Regions from separate parts of the Mus musculus genome. Here regions 1 and 3 are each linked to region 2. A link is a contact called in public HiChIP or PLAC-seq and promoter capture Hi-C data. All regions are on one chromosome and are shown on one strand. The core of a region is the stretch at or near the end of the contact, and the rest is flanking DNA. Distances in the headings are between cores, read along the strand shown. Region 1 holds the start of 2810442N19Rik (RIKEN cDNA 2810442N19 gene). Region 2 overlaps Dnm3 (dynamin 3). Region 3 overlaps Dnm3 (dynamin 3).

What was found. HiChIP or PLAC-seq counts read pairs in DNA pulled down with a chosen protein or histone mark. Capture Hi-C pulls out chosen DNA fragments and counts their contacts.
Region 1: a contact with region 2 is called in an H3K27ac HiChIP or PLAC-seq map of embryonic fibroblasts, with 36 read pairs. The contact joins the promoter of 2810442N19Rik here to the enhancer-like site in region 2. A contact is called at or near these places in 13 of 39 promoter capture datasets (the 3T3-L1 cell line, the C10 cell line, the HPC-7 cell line and 9 more), 2 of 15 datasets of contacts at CTCF or cohesin (the NIH/3T3 cell line and pro-B cells), 19 of 484 Hi-C or Micro-C datasets (the 3T3-L1 cell line, 3T3-L1-derived adipocytes, the C2C12 cell line and 10 more), 11 of 115 datasets of contacts at active chromatin or transcription factors (the HPC-7 cell line, the NIH/3T3 cell line, bone marrow-derived dendritic cells and 8 more) and 2 of 9 other capture datasets (adipose tissue and liver).
Region 3: a contact with region 2 is called in a promoter capture Hi-C map of adipose tissue. The contact joins two enhancer-like sites. A contact is called at or near these places in 3 of 39 promoter capture datasets (the 3T3-L1 cell line, hippocampal neurons and liver), 3 of 15 datasets of contacts at CTCF or cohesin (CD8 T cells, the NIH/3T3 cell line and large pre-B cells), 12 of 484 Hi-C or Micro-C datasets (the 3T3-L1 cell line, CD4 T cells, bone marrow-derived dendritic cells and 6 more), 2 of 115 datasets of contacts at active chromatin or transcription factors (the NIH/3T3 cell line and fibro-adipogenic progenitors) and 3 of 9 other capture datasets (adipose tissue, liver and pancreatic islet).

The regions. Positions count from the first base shown.
Region 1 is chr1:162,003,552-162,006,700 of GRCm38.p6, forward strand. 2810442N19Rik (RIKEN cDNA 2810442N19 gene) reads left to right here and starts at 1,418. Exons shown (of 3, transcript NR_040562.1): 1 at 1,418-1,783; 2 at 1,885-2,271. All of the region lies in intron 20 of Dnm3 (dynamin 3), which reads right to left.
Region 2 is chr1:162,131,329-162,134,458 of GRCm38.p6, forward strand. Dnm3 (dynamin 3) reads right to left here. Exons shown (of 21, transcript NM_001038619.2): 15 at 3,129-3,130. Among named protein-coding and RNA genes, the nearest start is that of Dnm3os, 85 kb to the right of the region's middle. Within about 2 kb of position 1,778, at least 65 of the 459 cell types and tissues checked have an H3K27ac peak or open chromatin away from gene starts, as enhancers often do. A contact at or near this core is called in the C2C12 cell line, the NIH/3T3 cell line, the SN4741 cell line and 10 more, where this site is marked.
Region 3 is chr1:162,312,197-162,315,663 of GRCm38.p6, forward strand. It overlaps Dnm3 (dynamin 3), which reads right to left. Exons shown (of 21, transcript NM_001038619.2): 8 at 1,365-1,500. Among named protein-coding and RNA genes, the nearest start is that of Gm39688, 66 kb to the right of the region's middle. Within about 2 kb of position 1,620, at least 75 of the 459 cell types and tissues checked have an H3K27ac peak or open chromatin away from gene starts, as enhancers often do. A contact at or near this core is called in the NIH/3T3 cell line, adipose tissue, pancreatic cancer cells and 1 more, where this site is marked.

The sequences.
Region 1 (3,149 bases), core at 168-2,667, 130 kb before region 2:
TATAAGAGATCATGTCCACCTTTATTTTAGCTTGTCTCCGTTTCCAGACCTTTCCTTGAAGCTTTGGATATGTTTGTGGTAGAGTATCTAGGTTGGTTCAGTCTTCATTTTCTTCTCTCTCAGCTTCTATGTCATCCTTTCCACCAAAGAAAGGATGCTGCTTATTGGCGACTCTCATGTTGACCTGTGCATTCGTGGGGTTTCCGTAAGAGCAGGGAGGAGAGCCATTATACCTTGTTTCATTTTCTGGTGCTTAGATCACTCCCTGTGTGGGCAATTGGATCAAGAGGCTCAACGCTACCCCTGATGCTGAGACGTGGAGAAGTTGGCTAATTTCCCTTTTGATTATGCTCCGACCCCTGCTCCCCGCCCCCAGGGCCTGTGAATGGAATGGGTTCATGTGATTCATGGGAACCGATTATTCTGACTGAAAAACAAAGAGTGGATATTTCTCAGTGCTTGGTGGGAATGCTTAAAAATAAATTAGAGCATTTGGTATTTGTGGTTTTGCCTATCATGTGGCTCTGAAGCCTGAGGAGCAGCCAGATGCAAGGAATGAGGGAGCTGTGGTGTGGAGAGAGTCCCTGAATACCTCATGGCTTTCGACATTGCCCTGCGTTGGAGTTCTATTTTGGGCTAGTGCTGCCATGTGATCTAAACATGTAAATGCTCAAGTAATGTGGCGTCATTAAACATGTAGTGTCTCTCAGGCTCAGAGCCTTCCCAGAAACCCCCACTCTGGCCCTGACAACTCTAGCCTGACCAGAAGTGGAATATCCTTCTGGCAACAGCATTGGTGAGCCAGATGGAAACCATTTGGCAACTAAAGGGTGTAAATACGTGTTTAGATCCAGAGGTTTCCCCAGACAATGCATCCAGTATGTTTGGCATGGGTAGGCTAAGGAATGTCAGCGCCGGGCACTTAACAATTCTATGTTTAAGCATCGATAAATGCATGAGGAGCCAGCAGAGCCAACACGCGCTCAGCTGACTCCTTCCCTCCTTTCTTCCGCTGCTGCAGTTAGGCGTCCCAGGCACATTCACAGAGCAAGACGCTCCACTGACAAGTTTTAGTTTAAACTTCCTGTCTGCCGTGTAAGGTTTTTTTCTAAGTCTCACTTTTTAATCTCTCATAGTAGCCGGTGAGTTGGGGGAAAGGAAAAGAGGGAAATAAAGAAGCCTCCAGCAGCCTCTTCTTAAGAGTTTACTGCTGAGATAAAAGTTAGCTGTGAAAGAGGTGCAATTCATACACCGTGAGTCTCCGAGGCCTTGGAAAAATATCCCCTCTGACCAGGAATGCCTGAGCATGAAGCCTTCTTGAAAATCGCTTTTTCCTCCCAGCAAGGGCAATGAAAGAAACTTGAGCCCTAGCTAGCCTATGTGTGTCTGCAAGTCTGGATGTCTATTTACACATGGTAGAGCATTTCCCCGCTTTTCTCCGAGCTGACACCAGCTTGTATATAGGGACACTCGGTGGATTACAGCTGGTGACAGTTTACTGCTGACTGGCCACAGGAAAAATAATCGGAATCAATTACGCATTGTCCCTGGCCAGGGCCTCTGTCTTGGCTGTTGTCCTCTATCAATCAGGTGAACCCCAGGGCAGAACTGGGCACCCTGAGATGCAAAAGCGCTTGTCCTGCAGTGACGGAGCTTAGCGACTAAAGATCTCCAAAGGGAACAATGTCAGAGCTACTTGTTCTTGACACAAGACACGGAGGAAGCAGTTGTGTTTGCTTAACTGGAGGCCTGTCACCCGCTGCTTGGCTAACTGCAGTGTACGGTAGGAGGAGCTGTCTCCTGTCTGCGTTCGTGTTATTTGCGTTTTGCATGACGGGAATCTTTCCTAATTTCCCTTTTTGCTTTTACTTTCCTGCCACATAGGATATGTGGGAAAGATTCAGACCCAATGAAAAGAGAAAGGCAAACGTGAGTCTGCCTACACACCACCAAAGAGTTCACAGGTTCTGACCCGAGGAGACACCGGTAATGTATGTGGGCCTTGCCTAAACAGACCGCCAGGCATCTGAACTGTGGCCGAGTGGAAATGCCTGTGTAAAGTCGACTCTACTTCCTTAGTTAGGCCCAAGGAGGAAATCCCCAAAATAATTTGACTTTCACTTAAACCATATTGGAAACAGGACCTGAAGAGTGAAAGAAAACCTTTGACATTCGCCATTGCTTCCTTTCAGTGGACTAGTACATTGTCATAAGAATTGAAGCAGGATACTGGAATAAGAACCGTCATGTAAATAGATTGCACCTTTGGAGGTATATTTAATTAAAGTGGACACTTTTCTTTAGAGAACAGTGGTTTGAAATTTTAGTTTTATGACAACTAATGTTGAACCTGCAGCAGATTATTAATTACATTTGGAGGTCTCAGCACCAATTTATTTCTAATATCAAGGGTTGCCTCATGAGATACCTTGATTGTAAGAATTGTAAGAACAGCTTAAAGTTGTTCTGTCTTTAGCAATTATATTTTTGAGCTATAATATAGCTTGTTTTTCTTTTTTACTTTTAAATCTAGTTGTTGAAAAAAAAAACAAAACAAAAAACAAAAACAGTTCCCTGACAATCCAGACTGTCTGGGTATGATTTTTATTTTTTTCTGTAAGGAAGGCTGGCTAGTTAGGAGAACAGAGAGCTTGCCTCACAGCTGATGTCACAAATCGCAAGGTGATTTCACCACTTGTCCAAATGACACTTGGCTGCTAAAAACACCACAGTTTTAGAGAGCTGTCGAGGAGAGGAGAGGGTAAGTCAGGATGTTTCCGTGTGTGACCGCAGGGGAATGACTCCCAGGCTAGTCACACGGGTTGCTTAATTTCCATGTACTCTGAGCCCCTCGACTTCAAGGCTCGACAGCTTCCTCCTTCACGGCACCAAACCTTGATGTGAGGAACGCAAAGATAGAAGAATGATGGGTTGGGGTTTGTCCTGGCTTGAAATCTAGGGAACTTGCTTACAAAGATGAATAGAAACCTCAAATAAAACAAGGAGACTTTATACACCAAATAGAAAGAAAGGATGCTGTGCTAACTGTAACTTACAACAAATAAAATGTGTGAAAGAGTTGGGAGTTACGGTTAGGCAATGCAAGGCCATCAGAATCAGAGACCAAACATTTAAAACGAAATTATGAT
Region 2 (3,130 bases), core at 528-3,027:
TTCTGAGTAACTCAAAGAGAAGGGAAAACCTAGAGGAGACTTAGCAACAGAACCGAAGCCTGGCGAAATTATTATAACTGCTGTTTATGGCAGTCAGCTGAAGACAATAAGGGTACAAGCTGATGAACTGCACATACAAATGAAGGCTGGCAACACAAACACCAAGAAGATATATGGCTGGAAATAAAAAGGAGACTATTGAAGTAGAAAAATATATGCAATGAAGAATAAGAAAGCCAAGAGCTGTTTCTTTGAAAATAATTCAAAACTCTGACAAGTGTGATCCGGGAGAGAAAAGAGGTGAGGTTTAATATTAGAGATAAAAGATGCCAAATCTCAGACACATTAAAAATAAGAGAACAGTAAGATACTTGGGGTAATTTATTTTAAAATAAATGGATTGGAGAATTTGCTAGAAAACATGTTATTGACCTAAGCTGGTCCAGATAAAATATAAAATATAGAATATCTCTACAATGTACAATAAACATATTAAGTTAGAGTTAACCATCCACTTGGCAAAAACAACTTTTGGTGTTGGTGGCTCCTTAGCCCCCACCCCAGCTGAGGAGCTACTGACAGTTCATGGCTTCTTGGGGGAAGAACAGCCAGGTGTTTTTATAAGTGTGACATCTGGTAGGTTGACTATGCTCCAGAGGATAACCCCATACCCATCTGAATAGGGGAAGACTAAATTAAACTTGGTGGGTTTTTTTTTTTTTTAAGTATACAATGTTGGTAGGAAGTGGAGAGGTAGCGGATGGATCTGGGAGGAGTTGGGGGAGGTAAAAAGGGGGAATATGATCAAAATACACCAAACACTGATATGAAATTCTCTAAGACTTAATAAACATATTTTTAAAAACCCACCTAAAATCCTGATGATGTAAAATCTAGATGATTTTAGCAGTGACTTCCATCAAACATCCATCTACAGGTTAATCCCAGTTTTAAACAAAATTATTACAAAGAACAATTAGGGTTTAATGGCATATGATTGTATGAGGCTAAGATCCTTGATGCCCAAAGCTACCAGAGGTGGCACACAAAGAATATTTCTTGCTCAGTATTCCTTATGAATGTAATTGCAAAAGCTTCAATAAAACACTCATCATTTTAAGGCAAGAGTGCATGGTACATGTGCTTCACTTTGAATGTAGAAGATCAAGGATGGCTCACCATTAGAAAACCTAACAGCATGTTTCACCACACAAGCAGATTATAGGGGGAGGGAGGGAAGTCACATAGTCTTCTAGATGAAGGTATTGCTAAAATTGATCCATTTGCCTTGGTTTGAAAGCTTACACTGAATCCTCTATACCGAGGAACAGGAAGAATGCTCTGTTCCTTAAAGGATATCAAGTGTTTTTCAAAAACCTTTTCAAATTATTCTCTTTGAAATCAGAAACAGAATGAGAATGCCTGCTTATGATTGGCACTGTCCTGGCAGACTCAGACAGCACAAAAACCATTCAAAGGGCTTAAGATTTAAAAGCAAAAGCTGACAGCAAATATAGTGTTTGGGCGTGTCTGTGTTCTGGCAGAGGTCTCTGCAGAAGTAACAGAACTCACGATCGTTTTAGAGTTCAAGGTTTCCAGAAGACAGAAGATCTAGATTTTCCAAAACCTAGAATATTCTTACTTTGGTGACTCTTGTACTCTCTAATACCCATGGTTCTATTTTTTTCCTGTTTGAAGCCCTTTAATAACAACTGAACCTTGCGGGTGGGCGGAGCGGTAGCATTTATTGAACTTCCGGTATGACAGAATTCCCACAGAGCACACCCCATCATCAGATTCTTCAGGACCCAAGAAGAGCCCAGAAGAGCACTGAGCTCGGCCCCAGAGGATCGTGACTGCTCTGACCAGTCTTTTCATTCGTTATCATTTTCAGTGGTGTTTGTCTATTTGGCGTTTGTTGCTATTTTGCTTTGTTTTGTTTTCTTCTGCACAGTGGACTTTCAAATAACACCATGTCCTCCACAGTGGGGGAAATTCCATTTCAATATTTTATTGTAGAGTGGTATTTAATTTTCTTTCCCCTTGATTCTTTAAATGGCTTGTTCTTGTGGTTTTTCCAAGTATTTTTGTATTCTGAGTCACTCTGAGCAACTGACTGGGAATGTAGGAAGAAGGCTTTTGCTGTTTTCATTAACTGTCTGATTGACCCTGGGCTCCTCACTGAACCTAATCAAGTAACTTCTTCATTCATTGCTAAATCAAGATACAATGTAGCCTGTGAACCTGGGTTAAAATTAGACCTGCTACCTAATGACTCACTTCTCCTTAATTTACACAAATTAGATTTTTTTCCTATAACATTTCCAATTGAAGAAAAATGGAGACAACCCCTTCATTCTATTTGTCTGACTTTAGTGCAATTCCATGTATCATTTGTTCAATTCCACTGATTAATTTTAGTGAACAACCACAGCTCCTGGTGATAGTCAGTGGTAGGCACTTAAGTCCTGATGCTCTCCAGCAGCAATGATGGGAGAGATTAGAAAAGTGTCATGAGGAATATGCAAGGAAGGGGAGCAGGTCAAAGTTCCTATGCACCCTCTACCTCTAGGGTGAGAGGTCTGTCTGAACTGTGTGATCTTAAGAAAGTCAAAAGAACTTGGAGAAAGTGCTTCCTACCTTACAAAATGGTCACCCACGCCTTCCATCGTTTTAACCCTCTGTGGGGTTGGTTTATTTCCCCCCAACCCCACCCCCAAAAGTGAGGATTTGTAAGTTTGTAAAGTGTAAACCCTGATATGGTGGACCATAGGTAGTAAAATGTAGTTTTAAGAAAGATTTGGCAAGATTTTAGTGTCTGCTGAGAAACCAGGAAATAAACTAGGATTTGACGATCTTTCTGCCTCTTGTGTTTGGGACTTTTGAAGCCATAACCCATGGTGGATGTTAAAAATAGAAAACAAAGTCTAAGGAAAGCCAGTGTAGTGGCACTTGCCTGTAATACCAACACTCGGGAGGTAGAGGTAGGCAGATTAAGAGTTCAAGGCCAGCTTTGGCTATAGAATGAATTCCAGGCTAGTCTGAGGTACCTGAAATCCCGATTGGAAAAAAAAAAAAAAAAAAGTCTGAGGAAACCTCTTAACATAAAAGCTGCTGCACTGTCTTACCT
Region 3 (3,467 bases), core at 370-2,869, 180 kb after region 2:
GGGTTCAGAGTCTTTGTCATCCCTTCCTTTGTGTGGTCAACATTTGTGCTCCCTTTCCCACCTCTTCCTGCTTATCTGACTATCCTTCCAAACTCAGCTCAGACGGCTGGCTCCCTCGCATCCTTGGGCTGGGATTCATGTCTGTGGGCAGTGTTTCCATGGCGCCCTATGCTAAAGTTTGTCACTTTGCTTAGCACATTTTAATAAAATGATCTATTTATCCACCTTCTTCCCACACCAATACATAAACATTCGCCTCCTCATATTGAAAAAGTGGCACAGTCCCTAAGCTACTCAGCTGCTGTACTGAGCAACCCCCCCACCCCCACCAAACGCAAACAGCTCTCGATCCTTCCTACCCACTGATACTTTCCATCAGTTTCCCCATCTGATGGGCACCATCATTCACTCAATGGCAAAAGACAAACCTTGGGGAGGGATTTTCAACCTCTGGTTTCTGTCTCTTGAATCAATCCCAGCCTGTCAACTTTACCCCTAAACTCCCACAGTCCTCCGTTTCCCTCCATTCTTTCTCCTTACATCATTTTGACTGAGAATGTACATTTCAGAGCTTCCTCCTTGCACAAGATCCCTTCCAAGACCATGTGCCCAACCATGTGTTTGTAATTTTGCTTTCTTTGTCTCTAAGGGACTCCTGCGATTGCAGAAGCTTCAGGCAGAAAATGTGGTCCATCCATCTCTGGTTGGGCCCCTCCCCTTCTTTACCACATCTACTGCTTGCCCCTTGGTGATCCAGCAGGCACAGTTCTCTTTGGAGATGATCAGCCCAACTAGATAACAAACCCCTGTGTAAAGTCCTCCTGTTGCTTTCCATTGTAAATGGTGAACAACTGCAGCCAGGAAAGTCCTGGATGCACAGCTTCATCCCTAAGCGAGCCTCTTCCCAGGACTTTTCATAACACTGATGTCTTTGTGCCAGGCTGGTCATGGATAATAATGCCCTTCGTCACCCAGAGGGAGCCTATCTAAATATCCCATGGAAAGAAATCTGTATCATGTCACCATAATAACACTTGAATTTTTCTTATGTTATCTACTTTTTTCATTGTCCTTACTAGATAAATTCAACCCCTTTCTTTCTTGGTCACTGAGACTTTGGTCCATAGGGGAGTCTCAGAAATATTTTAAATTAGACAATGGATAGATATCATGGAAAACTGAAGTATTGTTTCTTGAAGTATTCTCTATGAACTCACTGAAATCAGAAAGAATATTTCAAGGACAAAGGATTCGATTCCAAGGACTCTGTTGGTCCTGTGATAGATCACAGTACAGCGAGAGAGCTGCAAGGGAGATCAGGGAATGCGGTGGGACAAAGGGAGAAAAGAACATTAGTTACAAACCTTCACTATCTCAAAAGGAAAGCGTTCGTGGAAAATGCGGTTGATCTTAGCACCGCCAGAGAGCTCTAAGGTGTCTACTTGATCTCCTGACCCTTCGATTCTCTTCTCAAAGTCCACAGCAAACTGTTGGACCATCCTAGAATTGAGAGAGAGAGATAAACCCGGGTTAAAATTAGTTAACATCACAGGGCTCTCCTGTCCCTGATTTTACTAAGGGTGTAGCTTAGACTCCTTTCCTGGTGTTCTTAGTGACACCTACTGGTTGAGTTGGCACTGCACATCATTCAGCTGTGACAAGGAACAGGAGATTTATTTTACACATTTTAACTAGAGTAAATATTTTAAATATCGTTCTCTTTAAATGGGTGGTATCCATTTGTGGTTATAACCTGAAATGGTATTTAAGGAACACTTGGATTTTAAAAGTTATGTAATAAATCTTAAGTAGAATAGTCAAGTGAGCCTCCACTCTGGTGATGTCACGCCTGCCCACTCCCAGCTACTGCCACTGAAAAACCCACACACAAGCACAGCTGCACACCTACACACACATCTACTCACCCAACCATCCCCCCCCCACACACACACAGGGCAGACGCCTTTTCTCCCTCAGTCTGTCCTCCTCATCCTACAACTGTGTGCTCTGAGGGTGGCCAGAGCTTTGAAAGTCATCAAGACACAGTCTCCCCCACCTTCAGATGCCACAATTCATAGGAGATCCTGGCCTGCATATTCAATCACGTGCAGGACATATATTTTCTTTTAGCTGTCTCAGATCAAAACACCTAAAACGTGAACTGCTTAAACTGCTTTCCTTCTGGGTCTGGAGTCTGTTGATTCCCCTATCTTGGCACAGCCATTGGCAACCCCTTCTTGGATTACCAAGGTACCTGTAGGTTTCCATCCTGATCCTAGGATTCTGCCCAGGTCAGACCCTACACCGTCACAGCCACACAAACCTGGCTGGTTTGCTTTTCGGTGCTTTCCCGCAGTTTGAGTTAACCCATTATGTAGGATTCTTTGTGCTGTGACCTTGGCTGTTCTTGAGGCTGATCTCTTGCTCAGCAACATGCACCATCTGATCCAAACACAAAGAATCTACTGCCCAGTCCCCACACGTACCATGTCTCTGTATTTGTGTACGTGCTTTGAGGATTTACAGCACCATTGACTCCACTCCTTGCCTGGCTAATCTCCTTCTGTTCTCAAGAACCAGCTCCAGTACTAATTCTTCTGAGAAACCCATGATGCTCGGTGGTCCTCAGCCCCCACCAGCATCTACCACTGCCCAGATGAAGGGATCTTCTGCTCCTTCAGCCTCTTTCTAACAAAATATTTATCAGACCACATCACCACTGCTTGCTTCGATGCCAGCAGCTTCCTGGAAGGCAAGGGCATGCACCATATGGGCAACATATAAGAAATGCTTAATAAATATTTGTCCTGTGAATCAATTAACTATCTGAAACCATCTGGTGAAAATAAAAGAGAATAAAAAATGTATTCCTGTTTGTGATGATTACTTGGTTTAAGCAATTCTAATTCTGACATCCTAGAAATACTACTTTCAAATTCAAAATCGAAGCGAAAAATATTTTCAGATCTTCTGAAACCTGTATATTTTTACTGCCAAAATTTGATTGGATACAGTGGGTTACAGTAATTACAAATTATTTAGCCATGCTCGTGTCTGCTGTTTTTAATGGTTTTTGTCAAGTACCTGAAAAGTGGTGGTATATGCATTAAAACACTAGAAATTTTTACAAACTTCATCTCTGTCAATTCTTTCCCATCCACCTCCCACTTAGTGGTATTGGAATAAGCCTTCCCTGAGTCCACTCTATTCTCTTCCCATCCTCCTTAAACCTAACACACACCCCTTGTACTTCAGGGTCTTGAGCATTACCTCCATCTGGGAATTGATACCTCTCTTCATATGCACCTGACTCCTCCTCTGGGCTCCAACATTCTCTACTTATGATAAACAGCATTTATCAGCGTCTAACACAATTCATCATTTATATGCTTGTCTTGATGATCTTATCCTTAAGTGCAAAGTGTCACTTTCATTGTTGGCTTCATGGTGAGTAATGCATAGCCAGA